Regions from separate parts of the Mus musculus genome. Here region 2 is linked to region 1. A link is a contact called in public promoter capture Hi-C data. All regions are on one chromosome and are shown on one strand. Each heading gives the region's core, a stretch centred on a gene start, on an enhancer-like site or on the middle of the called end of the contact. The rest is flanking DNA. Distances are from core to core; before and after follow the strand shown.

What was found. Capture Hi-C pulls out chosen DNA fragments and counts their contacts.
Region 2: a contact with region 1 is called in a promoter capture Hi-C map of adipose tissue. The contact joins two enhancer-like sites. A contact is called at or near these places in 5 of 484 Hi-C or Micro-C datasets (the N1E-115 cell line, epidermal suprabasal cells, nephron progenitors and 2 more), 2 of 115 datasets of contacts at active chromatin or transcription factors (both in embryonic stem cells) and 2 of 9 other capture datasets (adipose tissue and pancreatic islet).

What each region holds. Positions count from the first base shown.
Region 1 is chr10:21,616,793-21,623,450 of GRCm38.p6, forward strand. It overlaps 1700020N01Rik (RIKEN cDNA 1700020N01 gene), which reads left to right. Exons shown (of 3, transcript NR_027968.1): 3 at 4,854-5,583. Among named protein-coding and RNA genes, the nearest start is that of 1700020N01Rik, 27 kb to the left of the region's middle. RefSeq lists an enhancer at 3,909-6,658. Within about 2 kb of position 2,494, at least 53 of the 459 cell types and tissues checked have an H3K27ac peak or open chromatin away from gene starts, as enhancers often do. A contact at or near this core is called in adipose tissue, where this site is marked.
Region 2 is chr10:21,741,977-21,748,505 of GRCm38.p6, forward strand. No RefSeq gene overlaps it. Among named protein-coding and RNA genes, the nearest start is that of Gm5420, 54 kb to the left of the region's middle. Within about 2 kb of position 1,540, at least 13 of the 459 cell types and tissues checked have an H3K27ac peak or open chromatin away from gene starts, as enhancers often do. A contact at or near this core is called in adipose tissue, where this site is marked.

The sequences.
Region 1 (6,658 bases), core at 1,244-3,743:
CCACAGCCCTCCTTATTGAAATCTACCTGTCTGAAGTCTTAACCTAGAGGCTTCAATGGAGCAGGAGAAAATTGGCTTGACTGGCCCCACTTTAAATCCCTGAAGTCCTCCCACTCCCTAAGGTGAATAGTTTACACTGTCTCCCCTAGCCTCAAACATCTGCAGCCCTCACTCTTCCCTAATACTCTCACTGCTCATGTCAAGGCCATGTTTCCTTTCTGTAACTAAGAACAGGCTGCTGTACCCTTGGCAAAAGTCACCCTTGAGTAAAACTTTCTCAGAGAGCTCTGTGATACATCATGTACTTAGAGGCTGAGTGTCTGTGTTCCCTTCCAAAATGCATGTGCTTGAGCCTTGCCCCTCTCTGTGATGGTGTGCAGAGATGGAGCCTTTGGGAAGTGCTCAGGCTTAAATTAGGTCATAAGGATGTTGCTTTCATGGTTGGATCAGTTGGCTTAAAGAGACAAGAGGTTTTCTGTCTCCACATACCCATCAAAGAAAAACTATTTGTATATACAGTTTTTCGACAGCTGCTTAAAAGTCAGAAAGGAATTAGTCACCAGAACCTGACCATGGCAACACCATGATCCTGGATTTCCAACCCCAAAACTTTGAGAAATGAGTATCTTCTCTTCAAGTATCTGTATTATAACTGTATTACTGCAGTGTGTTGATAAGTCTTCATCAGCTAGACTCACCTGGGAAGAAGGAATCTCAATTGAAAACTTGTCTCTATCAAACTGGCCTGTGGCACGTCTGTAGAGAATTTTCTTGATGTTGGAGTGTCCAGTCCACCGTGGACTCTGGCATCCCTGGGTAGGTGGCTTTGGTTCGTGTCAAAAAGCATGACGAGGAAGCTGTGAAGAGCAAGCCAGTAAGCTGCACTGCTCTGTGGTTTGTGCTTCAAGCTCCTGCCTTGAGCTCCTGCCTTGGCTCCACTCTGTGATGGACTGTCATGTGCTGTGTGAGCCAAGTAAACTTCTTTCTCATGTTGCTTTTGGTCTCAGTACATCATCATAGCAACAGAAAAGCAAACTATACCAAGCAGTCTGAACCAGCAAGGCCTAGCTCAGCGAGTCTTCAGAGTGCTAAGAGTTTCTAAGGGGTCTTGCAAGTTTTCCAAAAAGATGTAGATAAGGAGACTGATATAGGCATATGGATGACACCCACAGTATCCTGTTCTGTTGTTTAGCATGTTTGCCTTCCTTTGTAATTCCCCTCTGTAGCAATAGGTCAACAGGTACAGTGTTGAAACACTTGAGAAGTTTTCATAAGGCTTTTATTTAAGATGTGTGCTAGGCATGGTGACTCAAGATCATAATCTTATCTGTCAGCAATATGTGTTAGGCAAGAGAATTTGAGGCCATCCTAGATTATATAGTGAGACCCTGTCTAACCTTTCTTTCTTTTTTTTTTTTTTAAAGATTTATTTATTTATTATATGTAAGTACACTGTAGCTGTCTTCAGACACTCCAGAAGAGGGAGTCAGATCTTGTTACGGATGGTTGTGAGCCACCATGTGGTTGCTGGGATTTGAACTCTGGACCTTCGGAAGAGCAATCGGGTGCTCTAACCCACTGAGCCATCTCACCAGCCCCTAACCTTTCTTTCTTTACTTGAACACATGCGTACATGTGTGTGTGCGCACGCACACACACACACACACACACACACACACACACAGGTATATAAAATTATGTAATACTATACAAAAACTCTTAAAAAAAACCCATTTTAACATAAATAGAATTCTGCCATTTTTTTCTAGGTCAACACTATACAAGTTACCTAGGTTAATAGGAAATTAACAATAGTGACCTGTCATAACATACTTATTAGTTAATATATAGTGATGAGAGAAGAAATATAATGATGTTAATTTCTTGTAAACATTTCATAATTTTATTTTACCACCACCAAGAGAACATACACTTTATTATATCTTTCAAGTAATGTTGAACATTCACACTTAGGTAGTATTCTGCCTAGTTTGTAGCCTTTAGTAGTCCAGAGGATGCTCAGAGATTCAAAGTATACTCTAAATTTAGTCCAAGTTTTAAAACTGAAAATGAAAGTGCAGTCCTCGGCCAACTATTGATCTCCCACTTAGAGAATGAAAACAAAGGCAGGCATCTCCAGCTGCTTCTCCTAGCACTGGAATTCATGCCCAGGATGACACAGACATCAGAAATGCTTGTTTAACTCTGTAGATGACATCACTCTCTCTCTCTCTCTCTCTCTCTCTCTCTCTCTCTCTCTCTCTCTCTCTCTCTCAAGTATTCCTTACAGGATACCAGGGACTTCTAAACCTAAGGAGATGTACTCTTAATTAGCTAGGATATTATTATAGCGGTGTCTGTTAGGAGAAGCTAGATAGCAGTATGCTTTTTCTAAGTTCATTGTCTTTATACAGCAAGCATTCATTCTCCTGTGTTCGTGCCTCATGCACATCAGCAGCAAACTCTGCTCAGCCTCTCAGGGCCCCAGAGTCAAAAGGAAACTTAGTGAAGTGTGTGCTAGCTTGAACACTGCCAGGCATTGCACATGCGCTGTCTCTTCACATCTACGCCATTGTCAAAAGCAAGTGACCACACTTTGGTTTAAAAGTAAAGGGGTGTGGCAGCTGACTTCTAGGATGTGTCCAGAGGAGCAACAGGAGTATTTGTAAACAGCTCTGATGACTAACTCAAGGTTCTGTTGCCATGTGCTGAGAACCCCACACCCCAGATTTCCCCATGTTTCTGATATGTGTATATGTAAGTGCCTGTGTGTCTGTGTTTGTGTGCACACATATAGAATTACAGCAATCATAAAATGAGAATTCTATCAGAACACAGCTATCTCAATTAGAAATTTGGATACAGGGGCTAGAGAGATGGCTCAGTGGTTAAGAGCACTGACTGCTCTTCCAGAGGTCCTGAGTTTAATTCCCAGCAACCACATGGTGGCTCACAACCATCTGTAATGGGATCTGATGCCCTCTTCTGGTGTGTCTGAAGACAGCTCCAGTGTACAGTGTATTCATACACATAAAATAAATCTTTTTTTTTTTTAAGTGATTTTCCTGGGTTCCCCTTTCAAGGTGGTTCTGTCACTTGCCTTGTATACTAGTGTGTGCCAGGGGTCCTCATTCCTCTCTGTGGTCTTCTCCACGGAGTGGCTTGTGTAAAACCAGTCAGGGTGGTGCATGCCTTGAGTCCTAGCCGTTAGGTGTCGGTGAGGCAAGTGTCTGTGAGTTTGAAGCTAGCCTGGTCTACATAGTGAATTTCATGCCAGCCTGAACTTAACATTGAGATCCTGTCCCCCTGCCCCTCCAAAAATAAAGTTCTCCATACAGAATGGCTTATGTGACCTCATGGCCTCTTCCTAACCTAAGTTGACAAGGCAAGATGCCTCCACTTCTTTTATATCCTCACTTTGAGAGTCACCTGTTAATACCTAGAGTACTGTGGTGACTGTGAAATCTGGTGAAGAGAGGACACTGCATAGGGCCATGAATAGTGGAAGACCAACACCACCATCCTTACTTGTAGCAGCTTCATCCCCTTTACACTGACCTGGCTATTTAAGGGGATACAGTGACTGTGTAGCGTGGATAGAAAGATGAGAACAGAAAGGGTGTGGTACTGCTACAGAGCACGATGGGAGAAGACACGGTAGGTAGATCGCCTGCCAAGCAGGGGGAGCTGTAAAATGATGCCAGGGGTCAGCTGAAGGTCGGGGCTAAGCATTCTAGATGGAGAACCAGTGCAGAGTTTGGGTGTGATGCAAGGTTGAAATTGTACTTTTTTTTTGAGGCTAGGTGCCACTATGTAGCCCAGGGTAGCACACTCCCACCTTAGCTAAGTGTCGGGATTGCAGGCACCCAATGCTACGTGTGCCCCAGTGTTAGGACTTAACAGTAACACAACAGTGTAAGAGGAGGAGCATCTACCTGGGGGCTGGCTTGCCGGGACAGCTTGAAGTCATGGACCATTCTTAGGCTTGTCTGGCTAGAAATCAAGTGACTTTAGGGAAGACACTGATTGTCAGGAGAAAATAGAGAATCAGAGCAACGTAACACTGACATAAATTTTCCACTCATGAACTTTTGGGGAATACATTCAAGCCATAAAAAGGTCTTGATCTTCAAGTCTTAAGAGAGAAAAAAAAAACTTTTTTTTTAAACTAAGAAGGTACTAAAAGCTTAAGGAGCTGAAGAGTTTTGATTAATCATTAAGGAGTGTGGGTTCAAATCTAAATATGGCCTGCCTTCCAGGCAATGATAGTGTACTAAGATCTGTTTCTTAGCCTTGATAAATGAGACTTATATAAAATTTTGCAATTAGAGACAGCTGGCTGAAGGGTACCCTAGACCATCTGTCTCTTCTCTGAAATGTCTGAGCAATCATTTCACAATAAAAAGCTAGAGACTTGGGATGTAGCTTAGCTGTAGAACATTTGCCTTGTGTATTCAAGGCCTTGGGTTCAACCCTCGTTCCTACCAAAACCAATCAATAGCTATTAAAGAAGTACACATAAAACTCAGTGCCAGAGCCTCTAAGTATACATCACAGGGCCGGTGAGCATGATTTTTCCTGACGATCAGCAGACAGAGATGCCATTTGAATTTCGTGGGAGGGAGGCACAGAGAGCTGGCTCAGTGACCCTGACAGAATGTGGCACACAAGCTCCCTGAGGATGACATCTTCCTGCCTCTGTTGGTGACTACTGAGTCTCTAGCTTCTGGGACCATTAGTACTGGGTGCAAATAGCCCTTCATTGTCTAGATGGATAAATGCTACTGTAGGAACGGGAGTGCAGGTTCTACATGTTATTTATCTCTTTGCTCACATTTTTCTCTATTTTCCAGGAACTCGAGTTTATCCATCATGGCCGTATTTGCTCCAGAAAGATAAACATATGACCTCGGGCCCATCCATCAATATTTAGAGAAGGAATTGAGAAGACTTCATAGAGGAAATTAAATTCTGCTGAGGAAGTGAAAGATCTGTCTTCATTTATATAAGGCGCCAGTATTCTTCACAAGCTCTCCAGTAAAGCTCTGATTTCCCATTTAAATGAGAAACCATACAACTCTGTTTAGAAATCTCTTCCCCTGAACAGTCTCCTAACTCTTTAGTGAGGGAGAAAGGTAGCAATAAGGTCCATTTATAGAGCTCTCTGATGGTCTGGCATTACGGTAAACAATGAGGTGCATTATTTTCTTCATGTTTTCCCAGCAGCCTCCACAGTTATTAGCTCTGTTTTATAAGTCAAGAAAATGAGACTCGGAATGGTTCTGTGCCTTGTGGTCCTATAACCAAAATGCTGGGGAGCTACAGTTTGAACACAATCTGATTCTCAAACCTTAACTCTGAAATGTTTCCCTAATAAGGTGCAATCTGTATGCCGTCTGCTCCATTGTCTGCACGTACAGGTCTGAGTTGTGGTTAGTGCTTATTACTGTAGGGGAATCACCACTACGATCCACACGTGGGGAGGTTCCCGTGCTCAAATGTCCTTTTGTGACCCTTTGTATTCAGCCCCTGACAACTACTGCTTAGCTTTCTTGGCCCAAATATAACATAAAGATTATAAAGTATGTGTGGACTCTGTCTTATTTTAGTTCAATAGAGCGTCTGTCTGGGAACTGCATCCATAGCATTGTGTGCATCAGCAATTCTTTCTTTCCCATCCTCAGCAGCAGTCCATTGTGCTGGTATTAGTGAATATGGTGACATTCACTAAATAAAGAAAGGTTGGGTTATTTCTAGCTTCAAGCAGAAGTGGTGGTGGGTGCATAGCTTTATTACTCCTGGGTCAGATTATGAGTTGGTTGCTGGTTTATATAGAAAGGATACATTTGACTTTGTAAGAATCCTGAACTTGCGAATGCTTTAGTGGTTTGAGTCATTTTCCTGTAACTGTTCGTGAAGGAACCAGTCAGGCAAGTTAAAGGCAGAAAGATTGAAAGCTGAACATAGGTCTGGCTACAAATCCAGTATCTTGCCATACTGTACTTTGATCTAAAGGCTAATAATAGAATAGAATTAATAGAGTATAGAAAAGGTCACTTCTGCAGGACAGGTCCCTTCATGGGAGATCCTACATGGTGTGTGTTGACAGCTGTTCTCTTCCTGTCATTTTATAAGTTATAAAATAGCAGTTTGGAGATGATCAGTAAATAGCCCAGAGTAAAAACAGAAAGGACAAAGCTGTGGAGATCTACTTCAATAGTAAGGCGAAGATATATGTGAGCTAAACATACAAAATGATTTGTTTAAAACTTAGAGAAATAAGGCAACAACAATGAAAATTATCAATGAACAACTCAGGAAGCATTGCTGCTGCTCTCAGTACAGAGTCCTGCATGTTTTCAGGAGGTGTTAGGGGCTAAGGAGAAAAACTAGATTCTGTTTTTATTGCATTTCAGTGGTGGATAAGGCTTAATGCTTACTGTACCTCCATTACTTCCACGTTTTTGCGGGGTGCACCTTTTCCAGGTCTTGTGGTACCCTGCAGAGACTACTTAATCAGGCTTCACCCTGCCAGGTCTAAAAGATCCAGATGTCTTCCAGTAGACTCTTCCCTCTGAGGATTTCTCCTGATGAAGAAACTGTGAAGTCTCCACCTAGCTTCTGTTAAAGGGGCTGAACATCCCACCCAGTGTGTGTC
Region 2 (6,529 bases), core at 290-2,789, 120 kb after region 1:
AGAGGAACCGATACATTGTGTAAAAACCTACAGAGACACAGCTGTGCAGCCACCCCTGTACCCGACTCCAGTTTTCATATCTGCAACACGGTGAAACAGAAAATCCTTCCTGATCTTCGGCTTCAACCCACGGCAGACGGAGTGAGGATAAAATCAACCCTTCGCACCTAGCAGTGTTCAGTCCCTGGTACTTAGCCAGCCGCCCTAACGTTAACAAGCTTAGTTCTGGGAAGTACCTTCTGGACCAAAAGATAAGACCGCTCGTCCCCGGCAAATCGCATTTTCTCAAATATTTTTGCCCAAAGCTGAGGTGTAAGCCTTCTAATAGAATTATGCAAATTTTGTCCTAACTCTGAATGTTTTAAGAAGGAAACATCACTTTGAAGCGTCACAGATACGCGGGCCTGACACTGCAAAAGCAAGCTGGGGACTACAGTCAGTGATGGAGACAGGGATGATACCGGAGGCAGGACCTCCTGAATCTCTGAGGTGGTTATGTTTTGCACAGACTTCAAGCACCTCCTGCCTCGGAAGGTCAGTCTGACTGTGGATGTGAGGATGGAATTGCTGACTGGACATTAGGGGATTATCTGCTTGGCAGAACAGAGCCCGGTTCCAGTGCATCTTGCTCCTGATTTGAACTGGCTGGCGGAGCGCAGACATCCCAAGCACAAGGTTGGATGGTGAACATGGACAGCCAAGCAAGGCTTTTGTAGCTCCTAAAAGCAGATATGGTTGCTTGGGAAATAATTTTACGAGAGGCGTATTCCTTTATGTGATCTGGAAAGATGACTATAAAGAATGTGTCCAGTCTAATACATGCTTAACATTTCAGACTAGGCTACCATGCCTTTTTAAAATGTCCACACATGGAAGGTAGGTCAGCTATACTATGGGAAAGCACACAAATTGTTCTCACTCTTTGATTCTTGACCCCTTCACACACGTATGAACAAAAGCATTTATTTGAAATAGTGTGTGCCACAAAGCACTGTCAGATTGTGAACTCATACCTAAGTGGCCAATGAAAGCTGTGATCTTATTGGACGAAGCCTGAATGGCAACCCCAACCAAAACATAGTTTCCTGTTAGGAATTTCTTGAACTTGAAAGACAGAACAAAAGCAGAGGTGTTCCCAGTTGTCCTGTGAGCTGGGTTTCTCCTTGGGTTGTGTGTTTCTATCATTGTTGCCCTTCCAGGTGAATATAGTCTCTTTCAAAAGACAGTGGCTATACAAGGCAGAGAGGTCAAGGGGAGATGGGGTGTAGGCAGAGATGCTTGTCAAGCCTTTGCCTGTATCCCAGTTGACCTGATCTTTACTGCTGGCATTCTGTCCCTGAAAGACTTCAGTGAAAATACTCCTGTATATTAAAAAAACAAAAACGAAAAGCCACTCAACACAGCAACCTCCCTGAAAGGCCCAGGTTCTTCCCTCTCAGCCTGTGCCTTCTCTCTCTTGGCACTGCCCTGTCATGTACCCTTTGGAAGCAGCCACTTGACTGGCCGCTGTGAAGAGTGCTGCTAGCCCCAAACTTGTTTGCTCCCATCCGCCAATGCTATGTGCACTCTCAGCTAGCACAGCTGCCAAGAGGCTCAAGTTGGGAACACTAGCTGTCTCAAATATGTGATTCGGATTTCAAAACCAAGTCCTGTGCTCCTGGCACTCACAAGCTTCCAAGAAACTAGGGGCTTTGCTGTCACTGTCTTTACTGCAAGACAGTTTCTTTTGCAAGTTGCTTGTTATTTACTGGCATTAAAATCTGACATCTGGAGGTCATCGGAAATTGAAGAGTTGCTTTCCTGATTTATTTATTTTTATTGTTGGTCCAATCCAATCAGAAGGCACCTCTCCACAGCCTGTTACACAGTTTGTACCACTTTTGCTCCTGGGAGTTGTTCAGTGTTATTCAGAGGGAGTAACATTGGCATGAGCAAAGTGGAACCCATTTCTTCACTGATCGGCATGGATGGTACTCTTTTTATCAACTCTTGCCAAGGCCGTAGTTCGTAAGTAATTAGCTGGCTTAGGTGAAGCTCAAACTTAGCAAGTATCTTTCTTTAAGAAAGTATTTTACATGAGCAGGAAAAAGAAGATGAAAAAAACTAAACCAAACCCAGGACACACCTGCCAAATTAATTCTGACCCCAGCGGTAATGTACTCTTCATTGATGATAGGATTTAGGGGTGGGGGTGGGGGTCGGAGGAGGTAGAGTTCTCTGTGAAATATCGTCAAGATACAAAAGGAAAATAGATATTAAATATATAGAAATTAAAAACAGATCACCCCCATTTAATTTTTGCTGCTGTTTTCTCCTTATTTTCCTCAAAACAACAAAGTAACAAAGTAGCAAGGACCCCCTCCATCAGCATACACAAACCGCCTGCTCTTCCAAAGACAAATGAAAAGTATTGCAGCAGAATTTCCTCCTAGCGTTATATTACAATCTAAACATGAATAGCACCACAAGGAAAAAAAAATAGGATGTCATTTTGGCTGGTACACACAGGTATCAGTTTGCAGTCTTGCAAGCTAACTGAGTATCCATTAACCCTGGGTCGACTCCAGAGAAGGGATGTAATGCCCCAACCAGTTCAAACTGCTTTCACTGCCTGATAGAACACTTAACAGGGAACAGAAAACAAACCTCCCAATTGGCTGCTTTTTCTGAGCATCATTACAGATGGTGGCACGACTGTGAAATAAGGTCAAATATGACCCTGGGACAGGACTGTACCTCTGGGGAAAATCAATTACAACTGTAGATGGGAACTGCCATGGGAAAGTGCCCATATGTGGCCACGATTAAGTATTGTGAAACTCGGTATGGTATATTTAGAGTAAACCTTGGTAATTATTCTTTGCAACTTGGAATAAGTCAGTCTATAGGTTAGAAATTTCAAAGTGAGCTCCTTCCTTATGGTCTGCCTCCCCAGACTGAATGCAATGCTCTGTTTGTTCCCAGCTCCTCTAGCCCTAGACCAGAGCCAAGGTTACTTAGTACCACAGATGGATGTCAACTTAGTCCATTTCGATTCTGTATCCCTAGGAAACCGACCAAGAACATGCTATAGCTTCTGAAAATATATTATGTTATTCTATACTCTTTGGATACCAGAGGCAAAATGTTTATCTCTTCTTTCAGCAGATAATACAGACCACTAGCTAATACCTTGAGATTTTAGTAGAATTACTTAAAATGAGTTGAAACCTCCTTCTGTTTTAAAGGGTGATGGTTGGCAATCAGTTTCACAGCTTAGAAGATTTATTTCTTCAGCAGAGACCAGAACAACTCTGGGATGGAATGCATTTTCTGAAACCCCTCTGTGAATGAATGTTCCATCCAACTAAAGAGTATGGAGAAAATATTACTTCAAAGTGCTTTCGAACATGAAAAGGCAGATGTTACATACCAGCTGCTTTATTTCACATAAGTCCTCATGCCTGCTTCTAGCAGGCGATTGATGGAGAAGTCTTGTCATTGCTGGGAGGAAATGAGGAACACATGCCTGCTTACAATCACGAACTTCTGGGTCCCTGCATTAGTGGCATATCTGTATTAGCCCGTGTGCTCTGTACAAAGAGCAGCCTTCTGGGACCAACCCCGGAGCTTCAGATTCAGTGGTAAAAACTGTGATGTGGAAGTCAGAAATGTACAAATGTGGTTTAGATGTAGGTTGCCCGCAGACTTGGCTATCAAAAAATACCAAACATTGTTTGGTGATATAGCTCGGTGGTTGAGTGTTCACCCGACGTTCATGAGACTCTAGATTCAACCCCCCCTTAATTAAATTCAATCAATTAATTCGATTAAATAAAATTAGAGTAAAACCATATTTGTGAAGATCATATAGGATATTGGTTTTCTCTTGACCTCAGCTGCCAGTCCACTGAGACTTAAGTATATAGCTCCCAGATGCAAACCTCTGTGTTTTGATGATGATAAAGGAGACCACTAGGGCAAGCTCTAAGGAATAAAAAAAAAACAAAAAAAACAAAAAACCTGTCTTTTCTACTCTTTGGTAGATGGAGTCTTCTGTTGAAGTTAAGGTCAGAAATGTTAAAGAAGATGAAGTGCAGAAAAAAATATTAAAAATATTTATTTTGCATTTGGCAGCTGGACAAGATTTTCTCACCTATTGTCTGATTAGATCCTTACAGTAGCTCCATAGGAGTTGGGTGTGTGGATTAGTCTATGCATTTCGGTAAAGGGAGGTCTGCCATTGTCTGTGCTTATCCAAGGTGAGATAGACGAACAATGGCCCAGCAGGCAACCTTCCTGGAGTCTGATCTCCGTCTACAGACAGCCTCCTGTTTCTCATTTAACTTTTATCACCTCTAAGGATGTAAAATCTCAGCTTACCAATCACTAGCACAAAGAAACTTCAGGAGAAAGGAGGAGGGTTGGATGCTGGACATCCCTGCTGGGCCCAGGAATGTGATTGTATTATGTGAACGCACTTTGAGAGTTACAAGACAATCTGTGCACATACTTACTGTATTCTTGTATGATTAGTATTATGTTTTTTTTCCCCTGGGCTTAAAGATTTCATAAGGGAAACTCGAAATTTACACAGGTTATCTGGAGAAATGATGGCTAAATATTTAGTTATGGATCATAAAACTGATGGAGAAGTACATCTAAGTAGAAACAAATTTTAAGTTTTTGAGAAAACTTTGATGGAGTTGAATCCTGGGCATAGATCAGTGACTTGTATGTGGAGCTCTCCGATGGCAGATTATAATGTCTTAGCTCCTCCCATTCTGTCTTCTCAGACCTTCTGGTAAATGAACTCACGTACTCTTGTGATTTTAGGCACTTCAGAGGAACCCCTGGGTTGACGCCGTGTGAAGTCTGAGCTGAGCTGAGCAGATCTGAAGCCACCGCGGGAGGCTCAGGATCCAGATCACCAGCCTGCTTCTTGGAGACTGAAATGGGAGCACACGGCAGCCTGTCTCACCCCTTGCTCACTCCACGTCTCCTGGTATTTTCTTCCCTGTCCCCTTAATTTCAAGTTGCTAGCTGTAATCAGATCCTGCCTTGCAAATGTCAGACGTGAGCAGGATGAGGGAAGACATCGCAACAGCTGCCACAGCAGGTTCTCCTGCTGAGGTGTTAGACATTGAGTTGAATTACCAGAGTCCTCTCCAGCAAACAAACAAGGCAGAGATAAAGCTATATTTGATGTCGTCAAGTGCTCTGAATAAGAACGAGGTAACTCTTAACTTTTTCTAAAAAGTCTTGAAAGGAGAAATCAAACAACAGAAGACGTGTCCTTACAGACTCATCATTAATGTAGCCATCTGTGCCCCACTCCCACACCCATGCAACTCGCACTGATTGACGTCATTATTCTGCCTCTTTGACTGTTTGGACAGCATCTAGCAAAGGACAGGACATGGGCCGTTTCTCTTGAGTTGTGTCTCATGGGAGGCTTTGCGTCCTAACTAATCCCAACTACTATACCCATCAAGAAATTAAAACCTCTCAACCCACCTAGGAGTTCATGAACACCCTTGAAATCTCCCCAGAGGCTCTTCCCTATATAATTCAGACATTTTGCACTCTCCCCTCCTCCCCTCCTCCTTTTTTTCCTTCTCTCTCTGCATGCCTGTACCCTTCCTTTCATTCTCTCTCCCTCCCCTACACACACACACACACACACACACACACACACACACACACACACCAAGTCTCTCCTGAGGTAAGATGCTGCCTGTGACGACTCACGAATATGCTCTCCCAGTGGGTGTTAATCGGGCTCTAAAGGCACCGTGTAATTTCTTTCCTAAGAACATAAACTGTGCTTTCTAAGCGAGGATACACATCAGATTATTGTCTTTTCACAGATCGCAGAAACAAAACACAGAATAGCTTTAGAAATCAAAGTCCCACATCTACTCTATGAAAAATTACACTTCATAGCTACATCTTCTACTTTCACTTCTGTTGCTATGATAAAACAGCACCCTACTCAAAACCACTTAGGGGAGGAAAGGGTTGACTTTGTTTACTATGCCATAGCTTATCATGGAAGGATCTCAAGGCAAGAAATTGAACTCAGGCCTGCTTGCAATTCACACTTTGTTACCTCTAACCCAGGAACTCATTTCATAGCCTATAAAGTAGAGCAGGCACCGTGGAGGATGCTCCTTGTTACCTGGCTTCAAAGACAGCGTGTATTCCACCTGCCTAGGGATGGTGCTGCCCACAGTAGGCTGGACCCTTCTCCATCGATTAACAAGTGGAACATGCCCCACAGAGGTCCACAGGCAAATCTCATCTATGCAGTTCCTCAAATGAGTCTCTCCTACAACTCTAGGCTGTGTCAAGTTGACAGTTAAAGCTAACCAGGACACAGCTCCAAGCTTCCTCCTAACTCCCCCTTTTGGGGCATAAAACATATGTTAAGTAAAAAATTGACTTAACTGGTCCATGTTAGGCAGGAAAAAAAATCCTGAAAGCTAATCTGATACCTTATAACCCAAACCATAGTTCTTTCTAATACCCCAGAACACTATAAACCAAA